Linked DNA regions of Mus musculus: region 1 is linked to region 2. The links are chromatin contacts, called in public HiCAR-type maps. All regions are on one chromosome and are shown on one strand. The core of a region is the stretch at or near the end of the contact, and the rest is flanking DNA. Distances in the headings are between cores, read along the strand shown.

Region 1 (5,974 bases), core at 1,012-3,511, 270 kb before region 2:
GTCTTTAATTTACACTCAAGGGCCAGAAAGGTTGGGTTCCAGTATCAGGCAAGGATGGTGGCAACAGCAGTGAAGATGAGCAGATGTGCTAGCCATCAAGAAGGGAATGTGGGTAGGCAAAGCAGCACTGTTTTCCTCTCTGAGATCTTTGCATCTGGGATGCTACCAGAAAGTGCTGCCCACTGTGGAGAAGGGTGTTCTTCCCTCAGCTAAGTTCCTTCCTGGAAATTTCCTCACAGACCCACCCAGTGTCATGTCTTAGTTGATTCCAGATCCATTAAGGTTGGCAAGCAACATTAACCATCACCCAACCTCTACAGACTGGTATTGTGTTTCTGCTCCCAGGGAGATGTGAGCAAATGCCCACAGTGCCCAAGGAGACCAAAGAAACAGTTCCAAGACCAGCTTAATTATCCAGTGGGTTTTCTAGGCATACCAGAATATAGGTGAGGGGGAACAGGATCTCACACCAGCTGCATCCCATATTGAGTGAGTCCACCGAAGCACAAAGATGAAGTCTTCCTTCAGTTACCCTCCAGCTTCTAGGTAGTCTAGCAAACGCACAGACATGGACAGATGGTCAGGATATATATGTAGCTGTGAGGGTAGGAGCCATTGACTATAGATTCAGATAAGAATCTAATGATTTTCTCTCGCCAATTCCTAGTATGAGAAAATGTTCATAGGCTTTCTGTTTCCAGTGTTCACTGAATAACCATAGCTAGTCTGATTTCAGGTGGTAGCATGTTATGCCTAGAGGATAATATTCCATAGCAAGAGTCCATAGTGATGATCAGCTATGTATGTCACACTATATAATGGCTTTGGTCCTTTCCTGTAACCTAGCCCTATGACTGTTATTCACAGAGGTTATATCCTCCAAAGCAAGTATGCACCTATGTACTCATCACAGGTTGTGCTTCCTAGGGGAACCTAGACCAGGTTTAAAGATATCCATGACTGTCTTTTGAACAGAGAAGCCCATCTCTACACGTTCTTTATATTGAAGACTGTTTAATGTTGTTTTCAAACAAATGGACCCACTAACAGAAGGACTGAAGTGGAAGGACAGGAAAAAGGGGGAAGGAAAAAAGAGAAGCAGGCTCTAGCCTTCTAGACAAAACCAGAAGTCCTCATCCTGGTATTCAAGGTTCCTTAAGCCCATGAAGAATACCTTTACCTTCCAATCATCTATAGATGCTTTAGAAGAAACTCAGCCTCCACACAGATATACTTTAGGTTATTATTGTTTTCTAAGCAAGACAATCCTACACTTCCTTGTCAACTCCTTTCTACACAGGCCTTTCTTGCCTGCTGTCCTCTTACTCAACTAGTGTATCCCAACAGGAATCCCTCCTTCCATGTGGTACCTCCATGAGCTCATAACCGCAGCTTCCCCCTACTTTAGTTGTTCATAACAGTATCATGTCAGCCATCACTATTATCCTCACACTAACGTTTACTGAGCTCTTGCAGAAGGCTAGGGCTCTGTTAGCTGCTTCACGTGTCCTATTTCATCAGCTTTGTAAGACTGTGCGTGGGTATGATTTCAGTGACACAGCTCCAGACAAGGACAATGAGGCTGTGGAAAGGCTCAGGAGCCCAGGATGTTAAGTGTTCATGCAGGAGTAACTCAACTGTGGAATTCTGCTTGTCTGCTAATGGGGCATTTGCATTCAATGGTTGGGTCCTACACTTCTCTGTAACTTCCATATAACAGTATTGAGGATGAATTGTAGCATAGAATAATAGGCAGAGGAAAATTCTGGCACATATAAGGAGGACATATAAGCCTGTAGGGGGAAGGGCCCATCTCAGTCTATACCTTCCCTTGTCTTCCCACCTAATAATGCCTCAGCCATTAAACCTGAGCTTGGACAATCCTTGCTGCTTTGAAAGCACCGATGTTTTCTGTTTTAGAAGAATGAGACCTTTTCTTGAGGTCTTGGTGCAATGAGTTTAGTTCTGGGTGTGCCTGTGATTGCTGTTACTGTGACTTGATAGCACTTTTTCTTTTTTCAGAGCCTCTGTGATCTCAAGGGCAGGTACTTGACAGCCTTGACTGCCTTTGGGCCAAATTCATGCTTAAAGCAGCAACATTGTCAAGGCAGGGCAGAGCAGTGGAAAGAGGCCCATTTTGGGGTGGCAGCCTAGTACTTTCCCCAGCTGGACGGGAGCCCCATGGTCCTGTGGTCAGCCTCAGAGCCTACCTTCATGTCTCAGACCTACATTTGGAACTAGCTTCTCCCAGGAGCCCAGTTCTATAAACAAAAAACAATCGGAGCAAATAAACACATTATCTCATTGCTGCTTGACTCAGATACTCCAGAGGTTTGGGGGCAGGAGGAGCCAAAGAAAGGAGAGGATGGAGTGGGAGTGGCCCAGTGCCAACAAAAGCTCAGGACAGCCTGTAATGGCATTATAACAGAATACACTAGTAGAGAAAACGACATTTTGTCTTTAGATGTCTGGAGTTAATGGGATCACCTTTGCTGGCATCTTAATCCCATTCCAGGACTTGCAGCGTTCACAGATGCCCACTGTTTCCTGGGTGCAGGTGGCTAGCAGGTGGGGAGGGACTTGTAAGGGAGGGGCTGGGAGGTGAGGAAGGAGGGGGTCTGTGATGAGTAGGTTAAGTGAATTTTTTTAAAAAAATAGTAATGTGCCTCTGCCCAGGAGAGGACCAAAAATAGAATCAAGACTTGACTCAAGGTCACCTGTCTTTAAGATCTTGGTTCCTCCTGCTTCTTCCCCACCAAGAAGACTGGAGACCCCAGAGCCCATCACCAGATTCTCTGCCCTCTCTCTTGCCAAAGTAGGCATACAAAATGACAGAATGGGGGAATAATGAAGGAAAACGGTCCCTCTGGTTTCTATCTCCTTTGCTCCCTGTTGCTGAGCTATGAGATCCCAAACTTGAAAGGTAGGGAGACTGCATCAAGGTGAGACTCCATTATAACAATAATGTTTTGTGTGCTCAACAAAGCTTCTACGTCTCTCTGGACCTCAGTGTCTCAGATTATGAGTGACTGAATTACAGCAGCTTTCTCAAGCGATTGACTTAGCTGTAGTTTCCTGTCGAGCCTTTGGTACCTCACATTTTAGATATGTCTGTCTTCAACCTTTCTGCCTCTACAGATGTTCTACAGATAACGACTTCATCAATACAGTGCATCCATTGAGTATCTGCAAAGTTTAACACAGAGCAAGGGGAGGCACGGCTAGTCATCCAGGGCTGCCCGTCAGAGTGGACTCTCTCATCTTGCTTTTCCAGAGATGCAGAGTTGCCACGGAGAACTGTGCTCCATTCTCCTCTTTTTCTCATGTGTTTCAAGACTTGGCTCTCTGCTGCGATTCATTTTTCCAGACGTGATTCAGAGACGTTTCATTACAACTTGACATTTTCCACCCAGACTGAGAGTCCTGCATGAGGCCTATCCTGAGGCTCTCTTGCTGTTTATTTAATAGCTAATTAGGGCTGATAGAACAAGTGTAGCCTCAAGGTCTCTGCCAAGACCAGCAGCATCCAATTACCTACTGGAGTAGGAGGTGGTGGGATAGAGTCCAACGTTTCCAGAGCCTGGTGCCACAAGACTACATTGGAGGGAGGTTGGAGAGAGGAGAGAAAGTTAAGAGATGGGGTATCAAGTGGTTAGAGAACCTTCTAAGGAAGAAGTTTATCAGACTAAGAAGAGAATTCAGATTGAATAAATCCTCCTCTTCTCCCTTTGTTTTGCTGTGGTCCTGTATCTCACCCTTAACTCCAAATTAAAACACATCTGATCTTCTGAGGGGAGTGTCTTGTGGGTCAAGCCAGGTGAATGGAAGAACTCTTTTGTCCAGGAGAATTTGATGTAGTCATTCTGTTTGCATTTGTTAAATGAGCATCCTCACTACTAAGAACGTCCGGGATCTAAGAAAGTGTTGGAGAAGTTTAGAAAGCAGATAGGAGAAGAAACAATATTTTATGGAGTCTCAGGATGATGCTCAGGAGGCATCCACCTCTGACAGGGCCTGGAAAGTTCCCTAGTAGAAAATGCATTGAGATGGAACTTTCTAGATAGCTCCACAGAGGAATGCTGTGGAGAGTGAGTGACTCATTGCATGTCCTGGCCTTGCCACTTCATTTGTCTCCTGAAAATTGGCAATGTGTACAAAAGCAAGGAGACATGATGTAAGCCAGCTGGATCCCAGGCAGCACCCAGCTGCAGGTTCAGGTGAGCAAGCATGAATACACTGTAATCTGGATAAGACAAGCATCATCAACAGAAAGATCTGTCCACCAGCTTGGCAAGGCCCAATGCTGTAGCTGATGGCCACAGGAGGCATTTAAGTAATTAAAATCAAGATCTACAACAGTACAAGTAACAGACTGAATGTTTAAAGCTGTGCTTGTAACCTGTCTGTCCTATTGGGCAGAGTAGATGCAGGCCGTTTTATACATCCCTGATATTCCATGGAACAGCATTGATCTAGACAGTTGAATGTTTACAGCAAGAAAAGTAAAAGAAGCAGATTTCTGATTAGCATGGCAGTAGAAAATATGGGCTATGGGGTGGGTAGAAAACAGTGACAAGGGGTCATCTGGGAGTCCGTTCTGAGTGTTAAATACCCTTGAATATAATAAAGAAGAGAGGGGGAGGTGGGTGTTTCTGTTATTCTATTATCTTTTGATGAGGATGAGGAGGAAGTGGGATAAGTATAGCCCCCTCCCTTGATCCAGGTGAATCTTGGTGAGGAGAGAAAAGGGGATGGGAATGGATATAGTTCTGTCAATCACTTCACAAGAGGCTTGGTAAAGCTGGACAACAGGACAGGATGGATACAGTCACTCTGCCACTCCAAGTGAGATCTGATGAGGTTAAACATTAGAACAGGATGGATAGTGTCCATGGTAAAGATAGAGAAGTAGTAGAGTGGCTACATTTCCTGTCTTACTCAAGATGAGGCTTGATAATGTTGGAGAAGGGAACAGAGATAGTTACCATATTTGTGCTACTCTGGGTGAGCCTTGGTGAGGATAGAAAAGACGGAGAGATAGGTACAGCCCTCTTGTTACTTCAGCTGTTATATTCAGTACAGGAATTAGGTAGAGATAAATTCTGTCTACAGACTGCTCTCAAGTGTTTCCTAGAGCTGTTATCTTCTGGTACTAGTGGGTAGTTAGTGGGCTCCTCTTTCATTCATCAGAGCCCAATGGCTACCTCATATATATTTTTTTTTCTGGTGCACAGAATCTTGAGGTTCAGCTTCATTACCTGGTGCTCAGACCCACACTTCTTGGGTTCAAATCTTGTGTTGGTTCTAGCTAGTTGTATGGATTTCTGAACTCTCTGGATTTTTTTTTTTTTTTTACTTTTCATGTAAAGTAGGAAAAATAATAATGTTACACTCTGTGTTTTTTATCTAAATAAGATACCTGTATTTGCTTAGAGATGCTGATGATTTATCAGGGTGCATGCCAGGACACTTTCATCACAGAGCCCCATCCTTAACCCCTTATTTATAAAGCATCGTAAATGGGACCTGACACATCTTACTCCCAATAGGTGTAAACTCATACTGTGACCAAGAAGCAATGGGTCTTGATGCTTAAATCAGAGATCCTAGATCATTCTTCAGGTACTAGAAATGTATTGCAGTTGCTTTCTTGGACTAAGCCAGAAAGCAATTGGCAACTGATGATAGCTAGTGGAAGGAAAAGTCAGTTTTCTTTAGGAATCCAGGACATGAAAGGCTATCCTGCCCAAACAGATGGACTTAAGTCTATATATGTACAGACAGCACTATGTGGACTCGGGGCTTTAAAAAACTCAACAGCAAAGCAGAGGATACCAGGACTGAGAAGTGGAGGACCATAGGGGAGGACTTGTAGAGCAGAGAGTGGAAGGAGAATCCAATCAAAACATATTACATGCATGGGAGAAATTCTCAAACAATGAGACTAGAAAGAATAAAAGAAAGAATGCCATAT
Region 2 (5,490 bases), core at 595-3,094:
ACACCTGTGATATGTCCCTCTTCCTGTGCATATAATTGCAACAAAAGGGTTTACATTTGAACTGGATTATTAAGAAGAATAACTCCACTTGCGTTGATCAGGCTGATCTCTTTGTGGCCCTCCTGTGTGTTAGTGGATAGCCCTGCCTCCCCAGAGTCTCCTGACCCCATCCCCAGCTTGAGTTAGAGATGTGAACTCTTTTGGGCTTCTTTTCCTGTGAAGGCTTCATTCCAACGAGGAAGCAAAGCAACACTTGCCTCACACTATTAGCGTGAGGAAGGACGAGACAACTTTAAGTAAACTTCCAGCCTATCTTGGATGCTCCGTGAATGAGCATTTCCGTTCAAACTCTGGCCACTTGCACAGACTCCTGACTCCTCTGCTGACAGGGATTAGGAGTTTAGACTTCTTAGAAGTCCTGACAGGATTCCAGTGAGCCCAAACCCTCCCTCCTCCCTGGGGTCCTTCCCTATAAACAGAGTCCTATAAGTCTGTGCTCTCTCTCACCTGCCACCCTACATGGAGGCCTGGGTCAGATGTGCTGAAAACACTCTGTGGCCTCTAGAACAGGGCCAAAGTCCCACAAGTGAAGTGACAAATGAATCAACTCAGCCAGGGCTTAGTCATTCTTAGGTACTTTCCACACAGACACATCGAGATGGTTACCAGAGAAAAGTCTGCCTGCCGACCTCACAGCTGCCCAGAGAAAATGTTGTTGTAACCTTTCCTTCACAGGGGAACAAGCAGCATCACTCTCCTTTCCTTCCCGTCCTTTCTGGAGCGAGATGCCCTGGCAAGGGAGCTGAAGTGCTTGTTTTTGTTTACCCTGGAGGAAGTTTCCAGATAGTTCTGAATCCAGGGCTTTGAATATGGGGCCGGCCCTTCAAGTCTTAGGCACTTAATGTCTAAGTGCATAAACAACTCCTCAGAGGCCACTGTCACTGGCCATCCAGATTCTCGGCCTTCCCAGCTAGCTCTCTGGTCAACAAGAGTATCCTTTAGGCTTTCAGATTCCAGAAAGACTGTGGAAGACTGTCCAAGCCCCTCACACTGATGTAGAGCGAGCTGGCTTCGCATACTTGTTATCCCAGAAATCAATAGGTCAAGCAGGAAGACTACCATAAGTAGTACCATACCAGCCTGGGCTACTTAGTGAGTGCTGGGTCTGCCTGGTCGACAATATGAGGTTGTTGTTTGCTTGTATGTATGTATATTTGTTTGTTTGTTTGTTTAATAAACAAAAATGTCTTCCCTTCCACCTGAGACATTAGATTGTAACTTCCTGGTCCCCTGTTCTTGCTTCTTAGTAATGGGGATTAAGAGTGCTCACCCAAAAATGGAGGGAAAGGCACATGAAGAAATGATCACAGCCTGGAACTCTCGCCCTCTGCTCCAATTCTTCAATCATTTCTGTGCAACCTTTCTCTATTTAAATTTCCTCTTTTACTTCCTATGTACTATCTCATTCTGTCTCCTCTCCTCTCCTCTCCTCTCCTCTCCTCTCCTCTCCTCTCCTCTCCTCTCCTCTCTTTTCTTCTCTGTTATCTGTATTTTTTTCTGCCTTGTTTTTAAGCCTCAGTCCAACCCCTACCCCATTCATAGCCATTTCTCTGTCTGGTATAGCTTTGGCGTGCAGCTATTGAAAGCTAGCCAGACTCTGGTTAAAAAACGTTGCAATTCTTGGCCGGTGTTTCTCTCCTTCCAAACGAGGGTGATGTTTCAGGCATAGGAAGTCCTGCCATCCATTTAGGCCCCAGGGAAGAAAAATAGCACAGCCTTTGTGTGTGGCCTTAGGTGGATGGTGAAGTGGGCCTCTGCATACTCACAGAAATAAGTCTGGTGTTTCAGAGAATTGTGAAATGTGTGCAGGCAATGTGTCATCCCAACAACAGTGAGTCAGTCTCCAGGCCCAGGCCCAAAGCTGGCTGCCTTTGCTTTCTAAATAGAAAGTGTATTCCTGGCCAGCCAGGCATTAGCAGAGGAGTGGTGGGTGAGTGAATGGACAGAGAAGCAGAGAAGACGTGCTAGTCCATACATCACAGGTTCCCAGGAAAATCAGGCTCCCCCTTTTCGGCCATCATTGGGAAGAGGGGCCCCTTAGTCTTGCAAACTTTATATGCCCCAGTACAGGGGAATGCCAGGACCAAGAAGTGGGAGTGGGTGGGTAGGGGAGCAGGGCGGGCGGGGGGGTTATAGGGGACTTTTGGGATAGCATTTGAAATGTAGATGAAGAAAATATCCAATAAAAAATTGAAAAAAAGGAAAATTTGTAAAAGAGCATTCTTTTTCCTTCTTTCCTAGTCACTTGAATCTGGTGTGTGTGTGTGTGTGTGTGTGTGTGTGTGTGTGTGTGTGTGTGAACTTTGCCCTTTGTCATTTATTTCAGCCTGAGCTTCCAGAGTGACCTTCCAAAATAAAGCCATAAAACTGCGACACAGTGGCCTAGATGACCTGAATGTGATAATCAGCCTCAATCAAATGGAGTTCAAAATCTCATCTTACCTTCCACTAACACTGTGAGAAGAGACAGAGACAGAGACAGAGACAGAGACAGAGACAGAGACAGAGACAGAGACAGAGACAGAGACAGAGACAGAGGCAGAGGCAGAGGCAGAGGCAGAGGCAGAGGCAGAGGCAGAGGCAGATAGAGACAGAGACAGAGACCAAACACAGAGAACATTCATGCATATGTATGGGTATTATTTGGGTATTACTGAGTAAATTTCCAAGCTCTCTGGAATCTTAGCATCACATTAGCTAAGAGGACCTGTCTGTCATGTATACCAGTGCTGTGTGCATGTGTGTGCATTCATGTATGTGTGCATGTCTGAGGGTACATCACTGGGTTTAAAAAACAATCTCTTTAGAGTCTCTGTCAATTCAAAACAAAACAAAAAACCCCTGCCTGCTCTTTCATGAAGTTTAAAGAAGGTAGCAACACTCACAGCAGGCGAGCATGGCATTCAGATGTCCTTATCTAACAAAAAGATGCTGTAGTTTGGAATGAATGTCCCCAGAGACCTATGTATCTGATACTTGGTCCGCATTCTGTGCTGCAACTGGGAGATCATAGGATGCTGAGGACATAGAAACTTGTGGAAGGAAAGGAGGTCATTGAAGGAGAGATTTGAGACCTGCCCATTTATGACCACAGTGATGTACTGCTATTCCAACACTATCAAATTCTGGACCAACAAGACCAGGGATTGAAACCAGGAACAAAAACAAACGTTTCCCTTTTATAAGTTGACTACTTTGGGTATTTATGTCACAGTGACAGAGAGCTGACTACCAAGAAGAGTCACAGCCTTAACTCCTCTTCATTCTCCAGCCTTCGGGTTGTTCTTTGGGTTGTCCTTCCAGAGAGTTTGAGCACTAGGCAACTTCAGCATCAGCAACAGCAGTAGCTACTACAGCAACTTTACCCCATTTGCTAGGGAAACGGAATATTAAAAGAAGACACACAGGACCCAGGGTCTTGTGTGCCAGCATCGTGGGCAGGCAGGGCTCCCTTTCATCCCTGGCAAACCAGATGCCAGAGTCATGTGGCTTCCACAACACCAGAGGAAGTGATGCAACCACCATCTAGCTTTGGGTCAGCCTGGAGAAAAGTGTTCTGTTACAGCGTGGGTGGTGCTGGCTTTCAGCTCAGCCTGCACCCTCTCCTAAGCCCACAGCAAAAGGGCAAGTAGATCCTGCCTCAGAGCAGACAATGCCCATTCGCCTTGCCCTCTGTAGCACTATCCCAGCCCTTACAGAGGGCTCAGCCAGGCCAGTCATTTCTGGCCATGGTTCACCCTTTCCCTTACCCTTGCTCCAACCCATAAGTTGTCCTCACAACAAACACCTGTTTCTTTTGGCAGGGACCCTGTAAGGTCCAGCCACACACTACTGACTTGATATGCACAAGAAGCAATATAATTGACTTCAATTATAATAACTACATCCATTAAAAAAACCTATGTAATGTTCATTCAGCAACCTAGGTAATGTGCAATTAATGACATTACCATATAAATTGTGCAGTGGGTCACTAATATGCAGATTATGTATAATGTTCAACATCTGTATTAATTATAGCACATGCCAGAAAAGTACGGCACTGAAAACTAGCAGTCCTGTCTTGGTTCTAAACCGTTTTGATTGTGCACGAACTCCTTTTTACGGGGGAGTTTTTTCTTTCATTGGAATATTTGCTTCCAGGTCTTTTATGCAAAGATGACCTTTACTGAGAAAAGAGAAGAAACTCTGAGAATCTCGTTAGAGCTGTGCTTGGGTAAACCTGAGAAGGCTCTGTTAGTTATTGCTCTGGGAACACGACCATCACCCTGAGGACGGAGTTCAGATTTCTGGGTTCTCGCCTAGACTCTGGTGATATTTTCCCTGCCAATCACAGCATGTCCACCAGGACATCCATTATCTTGGAAACAGTCATAATAAGCCTCGATGATGCTTACATTACCAAGACATTAAAGAGATGACCTCACTACAGACACCAGCATGCTTTGCAGATTCGAGACAGTCACAGAATTGAGCTGAGTTCTCAATGGGAAGGCTTCTATTCTTCCCTTTATGTGGCTCATTTGTTTGTGGGCATCAAAGGATTTCAACAACGGATGCCTTCTAAGTGGGTTTTCTTTTCTTTCTTCTTCTTTTGCCATAAATATACTGTTGGCACTATTTGGTGCCTGGAGTTGCCTCCTCCATTTTGCAGAATTTAGAAACTTGAGGGTAAGGCAAGTTAGCCAAGGTTATTCCAAAGAACAAACCTATGTCGGGAAGGAGATGATAGAAAATTGTCAGAGAGGTGTATATCCTAACTCTTACTGTTTCACCCCTGACTTCCATCTCTGTGCCCAGCCTTCACCTCCACAGGTGGGGACAAGCCAGTCTCTGAGCACACATCGCCATCATGTTCTTCTCCCATCACCTGCTGCCCATCAGGAGAGTCCTGATGGACCCACCCCGCACTGATCACCAGTCTAATCTCTAATCTACATTCAACACTCCTGGAAGCATTCAGTGGACCCCAATTTCAGACCAACCACTGTGCCAGCCAGACACATGGATAAAACCAAGCTGGCTGCTGCAGTCCCATCTTCAAGGAGCTCAGAGGCACACCTGCAGTGGAGACTCCAGCAACTTGTCCCTGGACTATGGTTGGCCCCACTTAGCAATTTGCCTGGAGTTTCTGACTCAGCCCCCTCACAGTCTCAAAGACATGCTTCCAATGTACAAAGCCGGTCTAGCGCTCATGCCTCTGCCCTTCCTGGCCCCATCACTTACAAAGTGAAATTGAGGCCCTTCTGTTTTGCACTGAAGTCCCAGGATATACTTCAGTCTCTCCAGCTTCACCTGCTTTGTCACCTGCCACATACCCTAAGGTGACTGGATTTCCTGCCCATTAATTGTCTCCAATACTACAGAGACATTTGCAGTTTCTTCCCTTAAGAAGTGGCACATACTGTCTACTCCCTGAGTATCAGTTAG

What was found. HiCAR-type assays count read pairs that join an accessible place to other places.
Region 1: a HiCAR-type map of fibro-adipogenic progenitors shows a contact between it and region 2, with 2.4 times the contacts expected there. The contact joins two enhancer-like sites. A contact is called at or near these places in 1 of 484 Hi-C or Micro-C datasets (the HL-1 cell line) and 1 of 115 datasets of contacts at active chromatin or transcription factors (fibro-adipogenic progenitors).

What each region holds. Positions count from the first base shown.
Region 1 is chr4:56,001,913-56,007,886 of GRCm38.p6, reverse strand. No RefSeq gene overlaps it. Among named protein-coding and RNA genes, the nearest start is that of Gm12519, 4.1 kb to the right of the region's middle. Within about 2 kb of position 2,261, at least 8 of the 459 cell types and tissues checked have an H3K27ac peak or open chromatin away from gene starts, as enhancers often do. A contact at or near this core is called in fibro-adipogenic progenitors, where this site is marked.
Region 2 is chr4:55,728,580-55,734,069 of GRCm38.p6, reverse strand. No RefSeq gene overlaps it. Among named protein-coding and RNA genes, the nearest start is that of Gm12511, 160 kb to the right of the region's middle. Within about 2 kb of position 1,844, at least 131 of the 459 cell types and tissues checked have an H3K27ac peak or open chromatin away from gene starts, as enhancers often do. A contact at or near this core is called in fibro-adipogenic progenitors, where this site is marked.